Regions from separate parts of the Arachis hypogaea genome. Here region 2 is linked to region 1. Evidence: chromatin contacts called from public Hi-C data. All regions are on one chromosome and are shown on one strand. The core of a region is the stretch at or near the end of the contact, and the rest is flanking DNA. Distances in the headings are between cores, read along the strand shown. Region 1 has its middle 6.5 kb from the start of LOC112715526. Region 2 holds the start of LOC112715527 (transcription factor HHO2).

Evidence for each region. Hi-C and Micro-C count contacts between places; a contact is called where the count stands out from the background.
Region 2: a Hi-C map of leaf shows a contact between it and region 1, with 2.1 times the contacts expected there. The contact joins the promoter of LOC112715527 here to the enhancer-like site in region 1. A contact is called at or near these places in 2 of 8 Hi-C or Micro-C datasets (both in leaf).

What each region holds. Positions count from the first base shown.
Region 1 is chr10:31,564,943-31,571,416 of arahy.Tifrunner.gnm2.J5K5, forward strand. No RefSeq gene overlaps it. Among protein-coding and RNA genes, the nearest start is that of LOC112715526, 6.5 kb to the left of the region's middle. Within about 2 kb of position 3,694, at least 1 of the 3 cell types and tissues checked has open chromatin away from gene starts, as enhancers often do.
Region 2 is chr10:31,706,204-31,712,677 of arahy.Tifrunner.gnm2.J5K5, forward strand. LOC112715527 (transcription factor HHO2) reads left to right here and starts at 3,751. Exons shown (of 5, transcript XM_025767304.3): 1 at 3,751-4,502; 2 at 4,598-4,932; 3 at 5,031-5,454; 4 at 5,917-5,993; 5 at 6,407-6,474. The coding sequence starts at 4,250.

The DNA of each region.
Region 1 (6,474 bases), core at 2,444-4,943:
TGTATGGAACTATGGATCACTACGATTGAGAAAAGGTTAATTTACTTGTGTTAATATACTTTATTGGATTTATGCTGGAGGTTTTTTCTTTTTATAAATAATGTTTGAGGTTAATTATGCTATTCATACAGTCGTATAAAGATTTTTTTTTTTATAAATTCATTTTGTAAAAATTGAACCATAAGATTATTATTTAACAATTCATATTTATGCACTTGTTAAATTTTTTTGTTTTTGTCAAGAAAGATACTGGATAAACAAGTGTTTTATAACTAAGTCTTAATTAAGTTTCTAAAAAGTTTTTTTTTAATAGCAGAAATATCGAAATTTTATAAAAACAAATATAGAAATTTCTTGTACCAAAGAAATTTAAAAAAAATACAGAAATTTCTAAATAAAATACAAAGTTTCTGGATAAATAACAAAAGAAGAGATATGTTGAGAAAAAAATTTGTAGCAAGTAAGAAGAATAATGTATATAGTTTTTGTTTTTAATGTTTGGTGTAAGTTTTAAAGTTGTCTCTAACGTTTAAATTATTCTATTTACGTCCTTAACGTTTTAAAATTGGCTCAATATTGTCCTGTCGTTAGGGATTTGTTAACAGAATTGATGACAAGACAAAATTGAGATAATTTTAAAATGTTAAAGATTTAAATTGAACGAAAATGTTAGAGAAAAAATAATACATAGAAATAAATTTTGATTTTATCCTTTAATAATATTAATTTTTTATGGTATATAGTTATTTAATTATTTTTCAATCACATCTAAGTAAATTATACTTAATCACAATACTGTCATTCTAAATAAATTTATTTTTTATAATTTTACTCTTAAAAATTTTTACTCAATGTTTGTAAAATGACTAGTATATAAACTTGTGAAAAAGAAAAAAAATAGGTATGATACATATAGAATATAAATTGTACGTTTTGTCTCTAATGTATCGAAATTCTTTAATGTTTAATTTAATTAAACTTTATTTTTAATTTTATTCTCCAATAATATCAATTTTTTTACGATAGATAATTATTCAATTATTTTTTTAATTTTACTTTTACTCACATTATTTTTGTCTGAGTGAATTTATCTTTCATTAAAAGAAAAATTAAAAAAATTAAGTAATTATTTGTTAGAAAAAAATTGAAATTATTGAAAAAAAATTAAAATTTATTAAAAAGTTAAAAATTAAATTAAATTAAATTACACATTAAAAAAGTTTGGTATATTAGAGATAAAAAGATATAATTTATATTTTATTATACTCTTTCTTTTTCTTTTCGAAAGTTTATATATTAGTCGTTCTACAAGTATGAGTAAAAATATTAAACTAGTAATGCAATTCATTCCGTTAAAATTCATTATCATTTTACTTGATTTTGTAATTCTTTTAAGAGTAATGTATCGATTTTGTTCCCAATATTTTCGTCCTATTTAAGTTCTTAACGTTTCAAAATTGCTTCAATTTTGTTCTACCTTCCGTTAACAGATCACTAACGGCAAGACAAGATTGAGATGATTTTAAAACGTTTGGAACTTAAATAGGACGATTTAAACGTTATGGACAACTTTGAAATCTACCCCAAACGTTAGGGACAAAAACAATACTTTACTAAATATTTAAAATTACTCTATTGGTCTTTATAGTATTACTAAATTTGTAATTAGATTTTTATATATATTTTTTAATTGAATCTTTATATTGTTTTTAATTTTATAATTAGATCTTCTTCATTTTGAAAACATTAAAATTAAGGAAATATTTCTTCTAAAAATATGTGGTTAAATATCTAATTAGATTTTTAATTGTGGATATCTTTAATTTGCAAAAAAATATTTTAGTTAACTATATTTTTTTGCACTAAAAAAGACCTCATTATAAAATTAAAAATAATGAAGAGCCCCAATTAAAAAAATATATCAAAACTTAATTACAAATTTAATAAAATTATAAAGACTAATATAAAATTAAACCTATTGTAAAATAGGAAAAAGAAGAACTTTGACTTTTTCATTCTTTAGGGACACTTGGTTAGAAGCTTGATTGATCAATAACTTATTCATCTAGTACTATTTTTTTGACAATTTTGATTTATAAAAAATATATATCAAATGATTATGTATTGATGTGAAATTTTATGATTTAGAATGTATAATTTTCTTACCCAACAGTGACTTTTATATAATGTTATTTCGGTGAAAAAAAATTAATAATGTGATGTTTATTTAAACTTATACTAGTGTCATTTTTTTTTTCTAATTCTTTGTGAAACAATACAGTTGAACTGAATGTATGTGCAAAATTATTTTGAACGAATAGATATATCATATATGAACTTGTTATAAAATATTTGTATTTTTGCATATGCAATGTATTGAACTTTGAATTAATATCGTCCAGCACTGTATTTAGGTGCAAATATTTATAACTAGCACCACCTATAAATATCAAAGATATCAAAACTACGGCTTTAGGGGGTTAATTGAAGGTCCATATAAAAAGTACTCATAGCACCATACTTTCTTGCCCTTTTTTCTTGGGTCGTGGAATGCTTCTATGCTTTGAAGATGTGTATAATTGTCAAACATTGAGCTTAATTTAGAGCTCATGTGAATGTGGTTGGCAGAAAATGCATGTAATGCCACCCCATTTGATAATTAAGACCGTTCATGATTTTATCAACTTAGGATTCAACATGTGGGTTGCATTTTCTGCCGTATGTTGAAGAAAAAGGGTTACCATAATAATAATAATGTTTCATAAGGTCATCTCCAATTTAACACGCATACTCACTCCCTTCCCCTATAAGGAGACTATCAAATACTTCTCTACAAGTCAATCAAACAAAAGTAATGCTTGTTTAAGTATTTTATTTTACTTTAGTAGATTGTTTTTGACAAAGTTTACATTGTATTATTGCAACATCAGTTATTTGGTTTACACTTAAAAAAATACATAATAGTACTAACGAATAATAATATAATTCACAAGTAATAAGCCTCATTTTCTTTCTACATTATCAAGTTTTATATTTTAGAAGATTCAAAATCTTCTTAATCTTGGTTTTGTCATTACAAAAAAATTTGATAAAATCTGGTAATATACTTTCTTTTTTTGTTCAAAACTGTCATAATCATCAGAATCGCCACTAAATACAAGTCAATTATGGAGATAATAAAAAAGTCATAATATCTGAATATTACGACGATTTTAAAGAATTGCTCTAATATAAATGTCATTTTAAATTCTTTTTTCTAGCGTATGCATGTGTGATGTCTGAAAATTAATATTTTTAAAATTGTTTATTGGAAAAAAAATTAATAAGATAACTACTTTGATATTCTTTGAAAATTAGCGAATAAATTATTTTTTTATATATTATTGCATAATAAATCTAATTGTATATGCAGTTAAAAATGTGTAAACTGTAAAATAAGTTTATTATAGAAGAATACATAAAAAAAATCCTAGAATAAAGTATGAAAGAAGCTAAGGGGAGGAAGTGGGCGATGGAATTAGGATGAGGTTAAGAGAAAAAGAAAAGGACAAAATTAGGTGTTGGAGGAGGCATGATTGAGCTATTAAGATTAAGAATGAGAATCTTATTTAATTTAAAATGGAAGGTGGTGGTCCCTTTTTGCTCACCGCCGTTTGATATGCGGCGAACCGATTCCCCTTTTCTCTTCTGACTTACCTCTCTCATCATTTGCCACCGTCACCTTATTATATATACTTCTCTCTCTCTCTCATCCTTCGTTCCTTTCTTTCTCTTTTTCTTCTCTCTATTTTTACTTAATTACCCACAATATGTAGATAGTATTTTAATCAACTATATTATAGATACATTAAAATTAATTATTAATCTAAAATATATATTAAAATAAATTAAATTATATTAAATTATACAAATATTTATATATAAATATATAATCACTAATTTTAATGTATATATAATATTTTGTAGTTAAATATCAATATTTTCTAATAATTAATATGTATTTTTTGTTTTATTAATTAAAAATATTATAAATAAAAAATTAATTAATAATAAATATATTTTTATATAAATATCAAGAATATTTAATGTACATATAGTATTATTGAATTATCTAAATATTTTTAAAATAAAAAAATTCTCTGTTTCAATTTGTCTATCAAATTTTAAAACATATAAAATTGTGAGTATCTAGTTTCCTGTTTTTAATGATTCACTTAATTTAATTACTATTTAAAAGTAATTCTATTTACTTGCAAAATTTTGCATAATTTTCAAATGTTATATTATTTTTTTATATGTGTTCTTCTATTTTAATAGTTCTATATTAAAACTGTGGGATGGAATTAGGGATGGATAGGCTATCTAATCCCATCCTATTAAAAGTCTGTCTGACTCTAATTAATGAGAGGATTTTAAATTTCTATTCTTTTTCGTTTAACGGTAGCTTGGTGGACTAAATTTGCCAATTCTTTTTTTTTAAAGAATTATTAAACTGTTAATTATTAAAAAATATATAATTTCACAAACATTTCAATAAAAAAATATTATCCAAAATAAATATAATTATCAAATTAAGTTCTTTGAAATTATAATTAAACATAATTATAAAAAATTATAATTTTTAAATTCATAAATACTAAAATCTTTATAATTCTAAATATCTAATAAACATAATCATTAATTAAGTTTTTTGAAACAAAATAATAAAACTAATATTGTCCAAAATAAAATTAATATGAGCCTAAGTAATTTTTTGTCAAAATTAAAAAATATAGAATGATAGGCCCGCCAAACAAGCTCGCCTCACCTCCACCAAAATCTATTAATTAAGTGGTGTGAATTAGGTGGGTATTTTTATTATAGCAGTCTCAAATTTATTATCCGACCAATTTCTTTTAGTGAATAACACAAGTTTATCTGACAAGTTTTGTCCTCTTATCACCTCTAAATGGAGTGACTTTTTTGATAGTTTTTTCCATAACTTCTATACCTTATTATTGAATCTGTTTTTAGTTTTTAGCTCTTGTCATTATGTTCCCCCCAATCTCCACTCTTCTTTTCCATTCCACTGATTAAGTTTCTTGTACAGATGTAGATTTTATTTCATTGCATTTTTAATTAATGACTAGAATAGTACTGAAAGCTTATGTCATTGATAAAAAAACCTTAAAAAAAATAAATCATAGATAAATCTTAAACAAAATATTCAAAAAAAATTAATTTTGTATTTGATAAATATTTTGTGTATTTGATTCAAACTTTTGTAAGAACATTTTAATAACTATTTAGAATTTACATAAAAAAAAAGTGAAATTCAATCACTAGACATTTTAAAAAAAATTCAATCATTCACATAAAAGAATATATTAAAAAAATCATTTATGTCTTTATGGTAAAATCACTAAATTTAAAAAAAAAATCTCATTTTTCTGGTCATACTTATAAAAAAATCTTATTAAAATCCTGTTGAAGTATTATTAGCAACATAGTAGTAGTAGCTGTAGCATAACGTAGCAGCAAAGGGTCGATAGCTTGGCATGTAAATTAACAACAATTAGTTTATATTAGTTAGTGAATTAGCTGGTGAGTTAATTAGAGGCCGCACAGTCAGCAATAATTAGTTAGATGATATTTAGAGTAGACATGTGTATATATAATGTAATAAGTGAAACTGTTGAACTCGAACTTCATCATAAGGATTGCCAGTTTATATATATATATAGAGTGCTTTAATTGAGTACGAACATACTTTCTGGGGTATAAGACATTTTCCCTTTATTATTGATTTTGTAGGATATGTGAGGAGGTTGTAGAAGTAAAGCATGAATTGATTGAGCTGCAAAAGCATATCTCAGCTTAAGGTATTCTTGTACATGATTTAAATTGGAAGAGTGGAATAAGTCGAGCCACAATCCTGCTGAAATTCAATCATTGTCACAAAAGTCTATGCTGTTAGGCAATTATTTGAGGGTTTAGATTTATATCTTAATTGATTAATCTTTAAATTCAGGTGTTATATTATGTGATTAGGTGATAAATTAGTTCTTACATATATTTGGATGGACTAAAATTATTTGAATTTTGTTATTTGATTAATGTAAAATAAAGGCTAGCTTCTACGAGATTATTTGATAGTGAATTAATATGGTTCTTAGATTTTTTACTATGTTTTTGATATTGAGCATTAAGGGTATAATAAAGTGTTTTAGAAAGATAGTGGTAGTTTAACCGAGAACTAAGTATTTAAAAATATTAAAATCTAACTCTAAAGATATTGTGATGATTTAGAATCGCCACTAAATAAAGGAAAAAGATGTCGCACGAATTAAAAATTTAGTGACAGTTTTAAACTGCTATTAAATATATTGTGATGGTATAAAAAGTCACTAAATATAGGAAAAAAATTGTCACAAGAATAAGTAATTTAGTGACGGTTTCATACCGTCACTGAATATATTGTCACACTTTTAAACA
Region 2 (6,474 bases), core at 2,501-5,000, 140 kb after region 1:
ATTCATATAGTTTAGTTGCATTTAATAAAGGTCATAACCCTTAGTTCCTTCTTATTTTAGCATGAGGACATGCTAAGGTTTAAGTGTGGGGAGGTTGACAAACCCCAATTTGACGGTTTGTCTTGTATTGAATTTAGAGCATCTTGATAGCCTTTTGTCACATTTAGCCTATGAATTAGCATGGTTTTGTTATCTCTCCCATATTTGTGTTTAAGTGTAAAAACATGCTTTTTAAACCTTATTTTGATGAATTCTAAGTTTCTCCTTGATTCCATAAGATGCCTTGATGTGTTTGCTAGTAATCTCAGGATGAAATAGGCTAGGCATGGATCAAAGGAGCAAGGAAGGAAGCATACAAGTGGAGAGAAGCATGAAAAGTCAAAGAAGCAAAGTCAGCCATGCACGCGCACGCGCACAAGGCGCTCGCGCGCACATTGCGAAACAGGCCAAGGACGCGCACGCGTACCGTGCGTGCACGCGCCGATGATGGCACGTGACCTCACTAAAGCAACACGTGCCTGGCGATTTTGGAAGGTTTCAGCAACCAACTTTGGCGCCAAAATGCATATAAGAGCCAAGGATTGAAGGGGGATGGACATTCATTCACACATTCACACCCATAGGCTAATTAGGAGATTTTTAGATAGATAGGTAGTTTTAGAAGTAGTTTTCTAGAGAGAGAAACTCTCACTTCTCTCTAGAATTAGGATTAGGTTTAGGTTAATCTCTCTTCTTAGATCTAGGTTTAATTCATGCTTTGATTCAATTTTCTTTTATCAATTCTCAATCCTCTCATCTCTCTCTTTCTAGCTATGTGCTTTTATAATTGTAATTATTCATTTTGTTTTGGATAGATTGTTGTTCTTTAGTTTCATTTCAATAATGCAATTTGAAGTAATTCATGATAATTGTGATTTCCTTGATTGTTGTTGTTAATTCTTTGCAATAATTGTTGTTAGATTCTATCCTTGTTGTCAATTTACTATGCTTTCCTTTTATGCCTTCCAAGTGTTTGATGAAATGCTTGGTATGATTTTAGTGTAGCTTTTGTTCCTCTTGACCTTGGTTGAGTAATTAGTGACTCTTGAGTTATCTAATCCTTTTGTTGATTGATAATTAGAAGTTGCTAATTGATTTGAATACCTCTAAAGCTAGTCTTTCCTTTAGGGGTTGATTAGGACTTGAGGAATCAAATTGATTCATCCACTTGACTTTCCTCCATGGTTAGAGGTTAACTAAGTGGGAGCAATGGACAATTTGCCATCACAATTGAGGAGGATAACTAGGATAGGACTTCTAGTTCTCATATCTTGCCAAGAGCTTTGCTAGTTGTTAGCCTATTTTCTTTGCCATTTATATTTCTTGTCTAAAATCTTAAAAACCCCAAATATAACTCACAACCAATAACAAGACACTTTATTGTAAATCGTAGGGAGAACGACCCGAGGTTTGAATACTTCGGTTTATAAATTTCAGGGGTTTGTACTAGTGACAAACAACTTTTTGTATGAAAGGATTATTGTTTGGTTTAGAAACTATACTTTACAACGAGATTTCATTAGTGAAATTCTGAACCGTCAAAAATCCAATCGTCACTCCTTGACTAAATATATCAACTGACTATTACTTTACATTCTTTGATAAATCTATCACGATGTAATCCTTCATTTTTTGAAATAGAAATTTATTACTCTCCAAACTCAATATTCTTCGAAAATAGAATATTTCAACCAACAAATTTTAAAAAGCAAGTTTATTAAATAGTATTTAAGGATTCCTCTATTTTTTTGTTTGTGTTAGATGTTGACCCAACTAGTGCAAAAATTATAATAACTCATTATATAAGTGATTACTTCTTATATATATTGAGTCCTGACTTTGCCACCATATTTACCTAGTATCATTTTTTTCATCTATCATACATCTTTTTTATTTTTCGCATAACCCGAATGATCTCTTAAGCTTGTATAGCAATATTTTGTAAAAATAGGGCTTCGTAGTAGAGAAATTATTTCTTTAAAAAATTTTCCTCCCATTTACTTTTATTTTTAATTATTTATCTACTTCACAATATTTTCATGAAATATTTTAATAAAGTCACATTTTTCAATCGCAAAGTGTAGAACGTTCCCAATAATCTGGATTATTGCTTCTTAATATTGCTATTATTGAGTATTGACTCTCCAGATGGTCGTGGTTGTAGTGGATGTTTTTGTAGATGCAATGTTTCTGCATACAACATTGCAGTGAAGGTTGCTAGACAGAGGCTGATATATTTCGAGTATAATCCACTTTATTAGACATATATTTGAACTACTCTAATCAAACTAATATAATTGTGATAAAAAAAAAAATTTTCTTTCGTATTTTTTATTGGCTCCTTAAAAATTTGTAAATTTCACGTTGTTTTTTAGAAGGAATATTTTTTTGTTAAAGTCTACTCTTTTAAAGAAGAGTTCAATTAGAAGGAATCTAATATTTTCTAACAAATAGGAGCTATGTATATTTCTAATTCTAAACTTTAATTATAAATTCTAAATCTAACCTTCTAACTCTAATCCTCTAAAAATGAAAATTAAAAAGACAATTTTATAATAAAAATTAATTAATTAAAAAATAACTTTTTATATGATTTAATTTAAATTATTTGGTCTAAATCTAAATCTTTTACGTGATAATAATTTGAAGTTTTTGAAACAAATTTCATAGACTAAACTAAATATAATTGGCAATATATGATGAAACTATATATATCGCAATGAATTTTAACTTTGTTAGAGAGCATTGATTATTCAAATGTTGGAAATTAAATCAAAATAAAAAAATTAAAAGAAGCAAAAAGCATGGTTAATTTAATCGGATTAATCGATAACTAATTATTAAACTGGTTCGACTTAGGTAAAAGATCAGTTGATACCGAATTGGTAAAATTATAAAAAAAATTGATTAATCAATTGAACCGATATAATTTTAATACTTAATCGATTTAAAATAATAAAAAAATTATTTTTATAATATATATTTTATACATAATATATTATTTTATTATATATAAATACTAAAATTTTTAAATTTCTAATTCTATTGATTTAGTACTCGGTCTATTTTCGGTACTTTGGCTAAAAAAATATTAAGAACAAAACTCAAATTTACTGTATCTATAAGAATTGAAAAAAAAAAACCCATCGTTTTTCCTTCAATAATGTATAACTTTGAGTAGAATAAGTCTTTTACAGAGTTTATTTAATTAAAAATGAACCAAAACTAGAAAATTGCCATATATACAATTCTACTCAGCTTGGTCATAATGGTTTATAGATAGTAGGCAGCTCATAGTCAAAACTGACAGATGCATGAAGCAGCATTATTATTGTGGCAAAATTTAAGTGCAAGATGTAAGAAACAAAATCATAAGTCAAAATCATGCCAAAAGTAATTTCTCTGAAATTAGTCTTCATAGGAAATATATATACTCCTATAAATTCTCTTACTGTAATTTATATTGGTTATTTAATAATAAAATCAAGTAAGAATAGTACTAGTCAAAGAACCCGTACATTAATTATCCAGAATATTACTTCATTACAAATATAACCCCAGTAATGAAGTAGAATTTGATTAGAGTGATAAGATAAGCTCCCTGATTCTTAACACGAGTAGTTTAGTCAAATAATGCATGAATGAGAAAACAGTAAGTAATGGGAAAAAAAAAAAAAACAATATGAATGAGGTTTAGAGAGTGGGAACAGTGATCAATAGGATGAAATACGCGAGGACCCGAAAGTGACTTTTTCTTTTTTATTTAAAATAAAAAATAAAAAAAATAAAACTCCGTGGATGCTTTCCTTTTCTCTTTCTCTTTCATTGTTTCTTGTTTGCGCAGAATCTTCGCGTTTCTGAAAATTTGCCTTCCTTCCAATCCAACCCACTTACTCCTTTTTCTTTATCAAAATAAAAGTATTATTTCATTAGTATATATATAAAATTCACATTCACATTCACATTCACAATCACATAACATAATTATTAATTAATAATAATAAAAAATAAGAAGAAGAATAATCTGTCGCAGAATAACACAAAAAACACACAGAGTCATTCAATATTTATTCCATTCCCATTTCCCCAACTTCTCCTCGCTCGCCATTTCCCTTTCTTTCCCTGTCTCTGAAACTCTCATCAATCAAACGATCTGAATTGAATTCCAACCGCAAACAGAGAAGAAGAAGAAGAAGAAGATCGAATTAGAATGGGTTCGGTTCCTGCAGAACTGAGCTTAGACATTAGAGCACCAACGCCACCACCCCCACCACCACCGTCAACACCGAGTTTCATTCCCAAAACCATAACTGATTTCCTCTCCGCGCTTTCAACCACGGGAATCACCGCATCTGAGAAGCAATCCAGGATCAACGGTTTCCTCTCTCACTTGGAAGACGAATACAACAAGATCCACGCCTTCAAGCGCGAGCTTCCTCTCTCCATGCTCCTCCTCAGCGACGGTTCTTCCTCTTTCCTCCTTCGATTCTCCTCTTTCTTCGTTAGGCTTTTCAAATTATTCATTTATTTGTTTATTTCTTTCTTTGTTTGGTTGCAGCAATTGTGGCACTGAAAGAGGAATTGGAGAAATGCAGTGAAGGTGAGCGTAAATCTGAGCCAGTGCTGGAAGTGTTCATTCCTTTGAAGAGAGAGTTCGATCATAGCGAAGACGATGAAGAACATAATAATAATAATAATAATAATGATAATAACAACAACAATAACAATATTCGACAGGAGAAAGAATGCAGAGATAAGATGAGTTGGATGAGTTCCGTTCAGCTCTGGAACGCTTCTTCTTCAACCACACTTAACAATAATAATAATAATAATGCCTTTGATAATAATCACAAACACCATCACCAAAATCATCATCATAAATTCGGAACAAAGGTAAATAAACAGTAATAAATAACTTAAAATTCACGCACACTGTTTTTTTAGGCCTAGTGAGTGATCTTAACATAGAGTTGTTTGTGTTGTGTTAACAGAAGAATCAGGAATGTGTGGTTGAGAATCCTTTTCAATCTCATAGCAATGTTAGAAATAATGGAGGAAGAGGGTTTATGCCTTTTACTTCATACACTTCTTGTTCAGTGCCGGTCACTACTGTGGCTCTCTCTGCAACCAAAGAAGAGAAGGAAGATATTGGTGCTATTAATAGGCTTCCTCTGTTGACCCCTGCTGCTGCTGGTGGTGGAGTGAAGACTCTCAGGGAAGGTTCTGGTTCGAGTGGATCCAGAACCAGCTCCAACAACAGGCCGGTTTCCACGTCTTCTCCTCCGGCGGCTGCACACCGCACTGCCATGATGCCTCTTCAGCCTCAGCAGACTGCTAGGAAACAGAGGAGGTGCTGGTCCCCGGAGCTGCACCGACGATTTGTCAATGCGTTGCAAAAGCTTGGTGGTTCTCAAGGTTAGTCGTGAATTCATGATGATCAATCAGTATTTAATTTTTCATTGTTAGATATAGTAGTACTATTGTTTGTGAATTGTGATCTATGATTGATTTGCTTGAATTAGGAATGTTGTTATTGTGTTACTTTACTTTTGGTAATGAAGTGGAAGACTCTTAAATATTGTACTGATTTGGAAACTGCATTTAAAAGCCTTTTTAAGTTTGGGGAGTTGATGCTACAATTTATATACGAATTTGATGTGTTGGATTTATGAGTGAAACTGTGACTTAGATTGAAGTTAGATCAGGCAACAGATATATATGGGAATTTTGTGTGATTACGTATGTTTATATATAGATCATATTATATCATTTATATATGTCAATCTATGTAAACGCAAATTTGTAGCTCTTAATCGTATAAAATCTTGTGTGGTTGATTTGTCTGATTTAAGGTTTTCTGGGTTCTGTATATTTCAGTGGCAACACCAAAGCAGATTAGAGAACTCATGCAGGTTGATGGACTCACAAACGATGAAGTGAAGAGCCATTTACAAGTGAGTTCTCGCTATTCCAATTTTGTTGTGTCTATTTTTGTTTTGGGGATGAGGCAATTATGGGAAAAAAGCAACTAAACCTTACATCACTTAGGTCCCGTTTGGTAACTCTGATAACATACTTATAGAGAGATACTAGAAAAAGTGAAAAACACAAACCTGTTTGAAAAACGAGACAAGAGAAAAAAGGCAACATGTCTTTGTTTGGGAACAAAAATAGAGAGAGAACTTTTCTGTCTTGTTTCTGTTTTCTTTGTATTTTCTGTCTTGAGACCCTTATCAAATACAATCTAAGTTAATAGGTTAACTGCAGTCCGTTACATATATCAAACGATATTGCAGCTTCCTATGATGTGAGAAAGTCTGGATTGGATGTTAATGTGCTGTTTCTTTTATGACTATTATTATTGCAGAAATACCGGCTTCATACAAGAAGAGTTCCATCTGGAAGTGGTAACCATAGTCATAATCATAATCAATC